Linked DNA regions of Zea mays: region 2 is linked to region 1. The links are chromatin contacts, called in public Hi-C maps. All regions are on one chromosome and are shown on one strand. Each heading gives the region's core, a stretch centred on a gene start, on an enhancer-like site or on the middle of the called end of the contact. The rest is flanking DNA. Distances are from core to core; before and after follow the strand shown. Region 1 holds the start of LOC100281351 (ligatin). Region 2 holds the start of LOC100272416 (phospholipase D family protein).

Region 1 (5,911 bases), core at 2,826-5,325:
TCATCATAACCATGTCATCCTCCGTTACAGTAGATTTCCCAAACTCGATGCGGCTGGGCATTGTTGGGCTTAGAATACTGTTATCTTCTTCACTCTCATTGTCACTTTTGCCTCCAGCTACAATCTGTTTAGCTTCGGTATTGGAGGCACCTTCGGCAACAACTTCCTCTGACACAACCAGACCCGACCGCTTCATCACTTCTGAAATTGGTGCTATCTCGGCGGTTTCGGTCTCCTCTACTTCATGAGATACCCTAGCAGTGGATCTCACCCTGGCCATTTGAGTTTTCAAGTTCTTTGAGCCGAAGCTTATCTCAGGTGACGAAGCGCTTGCTTGAAAATGCAACACAGGAAGCTTCGGCTATGGTTAAAAAATTTAACAACATAACGGCGTGATGGCAATGAATGCTCTGTGGTAACTTCTCACCAACCCGTCTGTTTATATAGTGTCGTATGGGGAGAAGGCGAACCACCATACCGCTTACACTGGCTGAGCGGTGGACCGACCAACGATCGGAATACTTTAATCGTTTCCGCCAACGAGCTCAAGGAAGGTGTTTTTCGGACCTTTGGCATTCCGAAGCCCTTGTGTTTTTCGCGGATCGGGCTCGTTACAAAAAACGATCTAGCACCGCGAAGGGGCTACTATTGGGGGTCTTCTCCCCCATCGAAGGTCCTCAAGGCAAAACACCTTCAGCAAGATAATACAAAGGCATGCGCAACATAATGACATGGATGGAAGCCAAAGTTATGGCTGGAGAAGCTTCAGCTTAGTATTGTGACGAAGCCCGAAGGTCATCACCGACTCAAGGGAAAAAGATTGTTTAGTCCTTGATCACTCGCATTATGATTGTATGTAAATATTGGGGACATAAATGTAATTGTGTTCGGGCTGCGTCCCGCACATATAAATAGATGAACAGTACCCCGTACTATTTACGTTGGATTGTAATCTCTCTCTTGCGTCATCTTTGCATTCTTATCTTCTGGCGAACCGAAGGTACAATTGTATTATAAATATCATTAATGTTGATTCTTATATGTGAATATGAATATAAATAAATTGTGAGGATCTGATCATTATCTTTCATTCTTTAGTATTCTTCCACACTCTTATTCATATCTATATTTATATTCATATTTACATACTGAGATGATGAAGCTACATCCTTCATGACCTTCGTCTGAAGATCATTATATCCGAAAGGAAATAATGCTTCGAAGGACGAAGGTCTTTAACCATTAACAATTGTGTTGCCTTGTCCTTGATCTGTATCATTTGATAACAAGTGACCAACACCCACCTTAGGGAGGAGTACTGTGTTTGTACGACTGGCGAAATCTAACGAGCAACTGCACATGAGGGGAATCTTTGTAAAGGCTACATAGTGAAACCTTGCCTACTCACCTTAGTAGTGTTTGAGGGTTTGATCGACCCGAGGCAAAAATGGATTACGACTCATGGGTAAAGTGTGCAACCTCTGCAGAGTGTTAGAAACTGTTATATCAGTCGTGCTTACAGTTAAGAGCAGCCTTGGGATACTCTTTGATTAGAATAACTTTGGATACTTTTATGATGATGGTTAATGGTGATGATTATAACTATGGTCTCTGGTATTTCCTCTTGGAGGGAGTACTCGTGAGTAATAATTTGGGTTTATTACTAAAACTTGGCTTTCTACAAGTAATAAATACCAGACCAACTAAAAGCAACTGCTTTAACCTTAACCCCACATACAGTTAGTCCACTTTAGCCAAACGGGACATTTGTCGAGTATGTTGATGTGTACTCACCCTTGCTTTAAAAACCCCTAACCTCCAGGTTGTCCCCATTGTAATCAGTGCTCAGGAGGAGATGAAGGCAACACAGAAGACTTTTAGGAGTTCTAGTTGTGTTTAGTGGCAAACCCCCAGTCAGCTGCCTGTGAAGGCCTTATCATTCTATGTTCTCTATCCGCACTTTGATTATGTTAATGACTATGTCAAGTTAATGACTCTGTGGATGTCTTGGACATCTTGATGTAATAAAGTACTATTTCTGCTATTATTTTGAGCAATGTGTGATGATGTTCAACTATGTAATCGTTGTGTACGTGAGTTTTTGATCCTGGCACGTGCATGGTTCGCATTCGGTTTGCCTTCCAAAATCGGGTGTGACATCACCCATCATCGACATTTCAAATTTCTGCATCATTACCCTGCTAAACTCTTCACAAGACTTTTGATTATTATAACCAAATATTATGTCATCGACATATATTTGGCATACAAACAAATCACAATTATAAGTCTTAGTAAAAAGAGTAGGATCTACTTTCCCGACCTTGAAAGCATTAGAAATGAGAAAGTCTCTAAGGCATTCATACCATGCTCTTGGAGCTTGCTTAAGTCCATAGAGTGCCTTAGAGAGCTTATACACATGATCGGGATACCTATCATCCTCAAAGCCAGGGGGTTGTTCCACGTACACTTCCTCCTTGATTGGTCCATTGTGGAAGGCGCTCTTCACGTCCATTTGAAACAACTTAAACGAGTGGTGAGCAACATAGGCCAATAATATGCGTATTGACTCGAGCCTAGCTACAAGAGTAAAAGTCTCCTCAAAATCCAAACCTGCGACTTGGGCATAACCTTTTACCACAAGTCGAGCCTTGTTCCTTGTCACCACCCCGTGCTCATCTTGCTTGTTGCGGAACACCCACTTGGTTCCCACAACATTTTGCTTTAGACGTGGCACCAGACTCCATACTTCATTTCTCTTGAAGTTATTGAGCTCTTCCTACATGGCCAACACCCAGTCTGAATCCTGCAAGGCTTCTTCTACCCTGAAAGACTTAATAGAAGAAACAAAAGAGTAATGTTCATAGAAATTAGCTAAATGTGAACGAGTGGTTACTCCCTTACTGATGTCACCCAGAATCTGATCCACTAGATGATTCCTTTGAATGGTGACCCAAACTTGAGTTGGAGGTGCCTGTTGTACTTCTTCCTCTTTATCCTTTTCTTCATGTGCTCTCCCTTGATTCATGCCTGCATCTTGAGATACCTGTTCCTCATCTTGAGTTGGGGTTGCACCAATGTGGAGGAGGATGGTTGATCTTGATCGCACATCACCTATTGCCATAGTTCTCAACGGGACCGTTGGAATTTCATCCTCATCTACATCATCAAGATCAACTTGCTCTCTTGGAGAGCCATTAGTCTCATCAAATACAACGTCACTAGAGATTTCAACTAAACCCGACGATTTGTTGAAGACCCTAAATGCCTTTGTATTTGAATCATAACCTAGTAAAAACCCTTCTACAGCTTTGGAGCAAATTTTAAATGCCTACCTTTCTTAACCAAAATGTAGCATTTGCTCCCAAATACACGAAAGTATGAAACATTGGGTTTGTTACTGGTTAGAAGCCCGTAAGACGTCTTCTTGAGGAGGCGATGAAGATAGAGCCAGTTTATGGCATGGCAAGCTGTATTTACGGCTTTTGACCAAAACCGCTCAGATGTCTTGTACTCTCTAAGCATTGTTCTAGCCATATCGATGAGTGTCCTGTTCTTCCACTCTGCTACACCATTTTACTTTGGTGTGTAGGGAGTAGAGAACTCATGCTTGATGCCTTCTTTCTCAAGAAACTTCTCTACTTGAAGATTCTTGAATTCAGATCCATTGTCGCTCCTGATTTTCTTTACCTTGAGGTCAAACTCATTTTGAGTTCTCCTTAGGAACCCAACATAAAAGAACTTCTTCAAAACTTGTTTGGTAACCTTAAAAGAGGTCACATCCTGTAACCATGAGAGACTAGCTTACTAAGCCTTTATCAAGAATTTAGAGTAGTTAACCCAACTAACAAGGAAAGTAAATGCATGAATAAGGTACTTCCATAGATATAAACAACAAAACCATATGGAACCCATAGTATAAACCATAGTGAGTCCAGAATAACATCCCGTACATGGTATCCAGACAAGCCGGGATTGGCTCCGTTGACAGATCCTGATCCAGTGTGATATTTGGGCTGCTCACAGCACAATTGGGTCCAATAAAGCCCAGCCGGGACGCAGAGGAAGAAGACCCGGAGCTGCGTCTTCCTTCCGTTTCAGCACCGCGCGCAATCGGCCTCTCATCCCCTCTTCCTATCGCCCGCCGCCGCCGCCGCCGCCGCCCGTCCGCTTCAGTACGACGTCGAGCAAGGGGAGGTAAAAGTTCGTTTGGCGTGCGCCATGTTTAAGAAGTGAGTCCTCTCTTCTCCCCTTCCGTATCTCTTTTACCTGTAACTCCTTTCCGATTTCCGGGCTCAGTAATTCGATCTGTCGTTGCCGTCCGCTGCGTTCACCGATCTGGTTCTCTCGGTTACGATTTGGCACAGCTAATTACTCTGGAACCACCATGCGTAATTCGGGACCGTGTTTTTATCTTTTATTTTAGCTGGGTTCGGGATCTGGAAAACGATCAGCTTTTGGCCTCTTAGTTTCTCTCAAACAAAGTACGGGGCTTTATGGGAGAAGATGTGATAATGGTATTGGGCATTGAGCTCTTGATACATGAGTTGCGATGTGCTGAAGCTGCTGGATGTTGCATCAACTGGCTGGCAAGGGCGTTATGAACTTATGGCACTAGGGTGCGGTTGTGGTTAGATGCTGCCGTTGTGCAGTTGGTGTTTCTGGATGTTGAGGTGTGCCGTGTGCGAATGTTTCATGTTTTCCCTCAAAGTGCATGGCTTGTTTTAGTGTTTTACCTTGGTACCCTCATTCGAGCCAGCTAAAACGTTCATGCTTTGGTAGCAAGGCATCTCCTAAGACCCAAACTGACTTGTTTCATCAAAATAATAAATGCAGCAAAACTTGACACTACAATCGTTTTTCTTTGTTAAACCCTTTCACTAAGAAGTTGTTTACTTCTCAAAATGATTTTTAGTGTATTTATTAGTGCAATAGCTTCACTGAACTATATACTTTGTGAAAATCTTGACTGTGATATTTTATATGTGCATTTTGAATTTTCTAAAAGTTATTAGCTTTAATGTCAAGGCTTGCCTGGTTTGTTTCCATATTGGCGGTATCATAATTTGGCCAGCCAAATTTTTTTCCAAGATTTTTTAACATCTTTTAGGATTAGTGCAGGTATAATTTCCCTACATCTCTATTAAGAATTAAGATGCTTGTAGTATGTCATGTTTTATAACATCACTGGTGACAAGACTGCAGGTAAATTTCACAAGAACCAATTTACACTGTAGTTTAATTAAGGACTCAAATTAGAAGTGTGGCCTCATTAGTGTTTGAGTTTGATCAACAAGAGTGCTAAATTGCTGTTGTAATGTCACTTCTTTTCTGGATTGTTTATATTTTACCAGAACCATTAATAATGTATGATTATACTAAGTAAGTGAAGTAACTGACTTGTGTCTTCTGTGCTCTATACTAGAATTCATTCTAGATTGTTGTAAGCATATGACATTGATGGTTTCTTGAATGGTGGAAGTTTCCATCAAGAACAATCAGCAGATATGACATTATTATTAGTTGACCCATGAGTAGTGATCTTAACTTGGAAATTATACATGTATTTTTTTCTGGTTTAAAATCATGATATAAAACATTGTTGATTACCTTATGACTATCAGATACAAAACGGATCATGGACTGCAAAGTGGTTGAACTCTAGGCCAGTGATTGCAAGTCGTCCGACTAAGCCCGATTAATCGGGCTAGTCGCCTGTTTATACTCGATTAGCCGGATGACTCGATTAGCTTGTCTAGTCGTCCTAATCGTCCGACTAGTCGCCGATTAGGGCGATTAGTCGTCCGACTTGTAGTTCCTGGTCGCCAAACATTTAGGGTTTTTGCTGATATTACTTGGGCCAATGTGGATGAAGTTGTTGGTGCAGCAGAGGGTCTAAGGGGCTGTAACT
Region 2 (5,862 bases), core at 2,020-4,519, 190 kb after region 1:
GCCATAAGGCATGTGTGACGCTCGTTGGGGAAGAGGGAGGACTTGTTGACCAAGCTTACCACATTTGAAGCATTTGAAGCATGAGTGCTTCCCCTTTGTCTTGGTCTTGCTTGGCTGCCCATTGCGGCCTTTTAGCGCCGTCTTGAATCTCTTGATGATGAGAGCCATCTCTTCATCATTAAGTCCGGCCGCCTCAATTTGTGCCACCTTGCTAGGTAGCATCTCCTTGCTTCTTGTTGCCTTGAGAGCAAGAGGTTGAGGCTCATTGATTGGACCGTTTAGAGCGTCGTCGACGTATCTTGCCTCCTTGATCATCATCCACCCGCTTACGAATTTTCCGAGTACCTCCTCGGGCGTCATCGTCGTGTACCTGGGATTCTCACGAATATTGTTTACGAGATGAGGATCAAGAACGGTAAAGGACCTTAGCATTAGGCGGACGACGTCGTGGTCCGTCCATCGCGTGCTTCCGTAACTCCTTATTTTGTTGATAAGGGTCTTGAGCCGGTTGTAAGTTTGGGTTGGCTCCTCTCCCCTTATCATTGCGAATCGTCCGAGCTCGCCCTCCACCAACTCCATTTTAGTGAGCATGGTGATGTCGTTCCCCTCATGAGAGATCTTGAGGGTGTCCCATATCTGCTTGGCATTGTCCAAGCCGCTCACCTTATTGTACTCTTCCCTGCACAAAGATGCTAATAGAACAGTAGTAGCTTGTGCATTTCTATGGATTTGTTCATTTATAAGCATAGGGCTATCCGAGCTATCAAATTTCATTCCATTCTCTACAATCTCCCATATGCTTGGATGGAGAGAGAATAAGTGACTACGCATTTTGTGACTCCAAAATCCGTAGTCCTCCCCATCGAAGTGTGGAGGTTTGCCAAGAGGAATGGAAAGCAAATGCGAATTCGAACTATGTGGAATACGAGAATAATCAAATGAAAAGTTCGAATTGACCGTCTTCCTATAGTCGTTGTCGTCGTCCTTTTGGGAAGAAGTAGACTCATCGCTATCGTCGTAGTAGACGATCTCCTTGATGCGCCTTGTCTTCTTCTTCTTCCCATCTTTGCGCTTGTGGCCCGAGCCCGAGTCAGTAGGCTTGTTATCCTTCGGCTCGTTGACGAAGGACTCCTTCTCCTTGTCGTTGATCACAATTCCCTTCCCCTTAGGATCCATCTCTTCGGGCGATTAGTCCCTTCTTGAAGAGAATGGCTCTGATACCAATTGAGAGCACCTAGAGGGGGGGGGGGGTGAATAGGTGATCCTGTGAAACTTGAAAACTTACGCCACAAAAACTTGGTTAATCGTTAGCACAATAATTGCCAAGTGGCTAGAGAGGAGTCAAAACACAATAACCACAAGAAATCAATCACAGAGATGGCACGGTGGTTATCCCGTGGTTCGGCCAAGTACAAAACTTGCCTACTCCACGTTGTGGCGTCCCAACGGACGAGAGTTGCACTCAACTCCTCTCAAGTGATCCAATGATCAACTTGAATACCACAGTGTTCTTCTTTACTTTAATCTTTTCCCGTTTCCAAGGAATCTCCACAACTTGGAGTCTCTTGCCCTTACAATTGAAGTTCACAAAGAAGCACGGAGTAAGGGTGAGAAGCAACACACACAAATCCACAGCAAAATGCGCACACACACGGCCAAGAATCGAGCTCAAAAGACTATCTCAAAGTTCTCACTAGAACGGAGCTCGAATCACTGAGAATGACAAACGAATGCGCAAAGACTGAGTGTGGATGATCAAGAATGCTCTAAGGTTGCTTGGTGTACTCCTCCATGCGCCTAGGGGTCCCTTTTATAGCCCCAAGGCAGCTAGGAGCCGTTGAGAGCAAATCTGGAAGGCCAATCTTGCCTTCTGTCGTCGGGTGCACCGGACTGTCCGGTGCCCGGTTTCCCTCCTAAAATGGCGCGGCCGACCGTTGCAGATCTAGGAGCCGTTGGCGCACCGGACAGTCCGGTGCCCCCTTCCGACCGTTGGCCCGGCCACGTGTCGCGCGCAGATTCCGCGGCCGACCGTTGGCCCGGCCGACCGTTGGCTCACCGGACAGTCCGGTGCACACCGGACAGTCCGGTGAATTTTAGCCGTACGCCGTCGGCGAATTCTCGAGAGCGGCCACTTCACGCCGAGTCAGCCTGGCGCACCGGACACTGTCCGGTGCACCACCGGACAGTCCGGTGTGCCAGACTGAGCTGAGTCTTGGCTGTACACAGCTAAGCCTTTTTCACCTCTTTTCTTTTCTTCTTCTTTCTGTTTCTAACACTTAGACAAGTATATTAGTACACAAAACCAATGTACTAAGGCTTAGAAACATACCTTTACTCTTGATTTGCACTTTGTCCATCCATGAGCATAAATTCACATTTAAGCACTTGTGTTGGCACTCAATCACCAAAATACTTAGAAATGGCCCAAGGGCACATTTCCCTTTCAATTTCTCTTTATGAACTACATATTTATGTGTTTGATGAGTTTTTCTTGACTGAAACGTTTAATGTGGTACTGAGGTGGCTGTGGACTAATGGTAATATTGTGCACTCAAGTGTTGCTATAGATAAATACCAACAATAGTAGATATAAACTGGTCAATACTCTGATGTGAGTGTAGATATAGCCCGCAATGGCCTGAAGCAGCATGACATAGCACTTTGTCATGCCAAAGTGTCATTCTAGAGTACTATATTTCTTCGCCGCGCTAACCATCAAAATAAGACATAAGAGCAAGTAAATAAGTTAACATAGGTTGATCGTAAGAGATGTCATGCTAAATTTGTGGTAACAAGAAAAAAGAGAAATGGAGAGAAAGAAAGTGGTCTGTTCATTAATAGCCAGTTGAAAGTATATTGCTTACTTGTAAATAGCTGAACGATTTCTAGAGAGAAAGAGGTGGACTCGGTATTAAATATACAACTTGTATAATTAGAGAGTTATCATTTAACTAAACTTTTAGTCAATTTTAATTGATTATACGTGACATGACAACATAGCCCACTCTAGCCTATATTATTAACCTTGTTCTAAAGAAGATCATTAATCTTTCTCCAACGGTGGCCCTTAAAGTTTCCCGAACTGAATATACACTGAGAGAATCAGAAATTTGCCGTTACAACGATTTCATTCGTAAAATTTTCATCACACCCATATTTTATAAACATAGATGAACCTATAATTTATGGACATATTGGCAAAATTCCAATTATTTTCACAAATGTACGGGTAAGCTGAGCTCCCAGCACAGGCACAACAACCGACGACCGTCACGGCAGTGTGGGAACTTTCGCCAGATCGGCCTCCTCGTCGCGAGCTCGGAGGGGAGGGGAGCACGCCATCGTCGTCGGAGTTGAAGCCGAAGTAGAGCCGGCTCCGCGTCGTCGAGGTCCGCTTCGCGCGTGGCTGTTCCCGCGTCGTCGAGACGCGCGGTCGACGAGCGCCGCCTCCGCATGCTTGAGACGCGCGGCCCGACGAGGCACGCGGCCGACGAGCGCCGCTTCCGCGTGCTCGAGGCGCGCGGCCGTGGAGCTCCGACTCGCGCGCGGCTGTTCCAGCGCGGCCTCTCAACAGTGGCTCAAAATTTGGCGTGCAACCTTCGCTCAACCAAACACTAGTCTGGCGTGCAACCTTTGCTCAACGGTGCCTAAAAATTTCAAGATCATTAGGGCGAGGAAAAGGCAAAAGCACCCCAAATTTGGCAGGAAGCACATCCCACCTGATCGTTTACCCTTTTCCTGCCACGGCGCGGCAGTCCAGCTCACCGCCCCTTTCCTTCGTTCCTCGAACCGCTCCTCCCCTTCGGCTTCCGCTTCGTGTCTCGCCCGCACTCCCAAACGCCAAAACAAACCATCCATATAAATCCCCCCGAGGAATCTATGACCGGCGAGGAGGAGCAGGAGCACGGTGGCCACAGGTACGTCAGGATGCCTCCGGAGCCGCCCGAGCCGGAGGGGTTGGCCGCCGCGTCGTCGGCGTCGTTCCGCCTGCCGGAGTCGGTGCGGGTGTTCGACGAGCTGCCGCGGGCCAGGATCGTCCAGGTCTCGCGCCCTGACGCCGGGGACATCACGCCCATGCTGCTCTCCTACACCATCGAGGTCCACTACAAGCAGGTCCGTCCCCGGGCGCCGCCTCTTCCCACCTCCGGATTCGTCTGGCCTAGCTCTTCTCGTTGGGCGGTCAGCGTAGTAGTGCCTGGCATTTGGCGGTATAGAATTGCTGCGTGAATTGGGCGTCTGGGTGATTTGTTTCCCGATAGGTTCTGGTTACATTTTTCTAGGTGATCTCAAGCTTCGATTATCGCTTGAGGTGCCGGGAACTGAGTTGCTCGTTCGATTCGGGTTCTGTGAGTGGGTTGTGGTTCAATTCGGGCCTGCTGCTCTGATGTGGATGCGAATATGGAAGTGACTTATAACTAGGTAGCTTTTTGTTGTATTCCTATTCCTTTTTCACAAAACCTTTTTGTGCTTACTATGGAGAAAAATGATACCTCTTATGTGCTTTGGGTTGCAATATTGTCAGTGCCTGAATCAATGATTGCATGAGTTCCGTCTGCCATTTTCCATTCGATGCAAAAGGCAGGTGAACTCTTTGGTCTTTGCTGCTGGCTACATTACGCCTCTATCAATGTTAAGTGTTTTGACGTCCTTTAGGCAATTTGAGCTTCTTTTTACTCCTTCAAAACTCTATTTTCTGGGTTGTTTTGCTGGGGTAGGTGATCATTGTAATTGTATACCATTTAATACTTAGTATATGAGATTAGAGTTTGTATGGCCCATTATCATTAAACTTCTTCTATAAAATCCGCCAGTTCAAACTTTGCAAACTCATCTCTCATTCCCCCCTCCCCCGCCGCCCCCAGTCTCCCCCTCCCCCGCCGCCCCCAGCCTCCCCCTCACTCATGGCGCCGCCGTCAGCCCCTCCCCTCGCGTCTCCGCCGTCGCCCCTTCCCCTCCCCGAGATCGTAGCGTTAGCACGGGCTATATGCTAGTTTAGAGAAAAGGGTGACCTATAATTTTGATAAAATAAGCTGCCACTAGAAATTTCTTATACGTGGTGCTTTGTATGTGCTGGGAAACAGGATTATATGCTTAGATGGAGTTCAGGTAGTTCATTTTATGTCTTTTGCATTTAAAGGGAGTCAACTTTCGTTTTTTTGGGTAATATTAGGCTATAATTTGGTGGCAAATATATGAGGCATTCAGTGTGATGGTATTGGTCTATTGGATGGCTGGCTGAACTGCTGAAGTAGTTGGGTGGACACACAGAACAAAATGTGAACTGGGGTGCTGCTTTCTGAACCAATCAACCATGGAAAAGATTGATATATCATCATGCCATTTTTCTGAAACAACAATGATATAGCTCCGTGTGTCGTTTGGCATCGAGCCAAGGCACAATAAACAGTACAACTTGCATCAGTTGATTATGCATGGCACATTGCTTGTCTTGTTGATGGATACTATAAAAACATGATTCCACTGGAATATTTGAGGTTGCTTTGGCTAACATTCATTTATTGCATTCTTAGCCTCTACGTTTCCCCAAAATACGAACTCTGAAATCCATTAAATAATGTTCACTACTTCTCTCAGTTTAGGTGGCTTCTATATAAGAAGGCCTCACAAGTGCTATATCTACATTTTGCATTGAAGAGACGTGCATTTCTTGAAGAATTCCATGAGAAACAAGAACAGGTTGGTTACATAATCTATGATTATTTTGAGCCATGCTTGAATATACCTATTCTTTCTGGTTAACCACTAAACACACTGGTTACATCACAATGCAAATATATGTCGTTGTGGAAGAACTTTTGCGCCTTTTTTTTTCTTGACAAAATCACAAAACTATTTAGTTTA

Evidence for each region. Hi-C and Micro-C count contacts between places; a contact is called where the count stands out from the background.
Region 2: a Hi-C map of tassel shows a contact between it and region 1, with 3 times the contacts expected there. The contact joins the promoter of LOC100272416 here to the promoter of LOC100281351 in region 1. A contact is called at or near these places in 5 of 25 Hi-C or Micro-C datasets (ear, leaf and tassel).

What each region holds. Positions count from the first base shown.
Region 1 is chr8:34,591,766-34,597,676 of Zm-B73-REFERENCE-NAM-5.0, forward strand. LOC100281351 (ligatin) reads left to right here and starts at 4,076. Exons shown (of 8, transcript NM_001154269.1): 1 at 4,076-4,232. The coding sequence starts at 4,222.
Region 2 is chr8:34,780,470-34,786,331 of Zm-B73-REFERENCE-NAM-5.0, forward strand. It overlaps LOC100272416 (phospholipase D family protein), which reads left to right and starts at 3,270. Exons shown (of 20, transcript NM_001350737.1): 1 at 3,270-4,113; 2 at 5,596-5,697. The coding sequence starts at 3,880.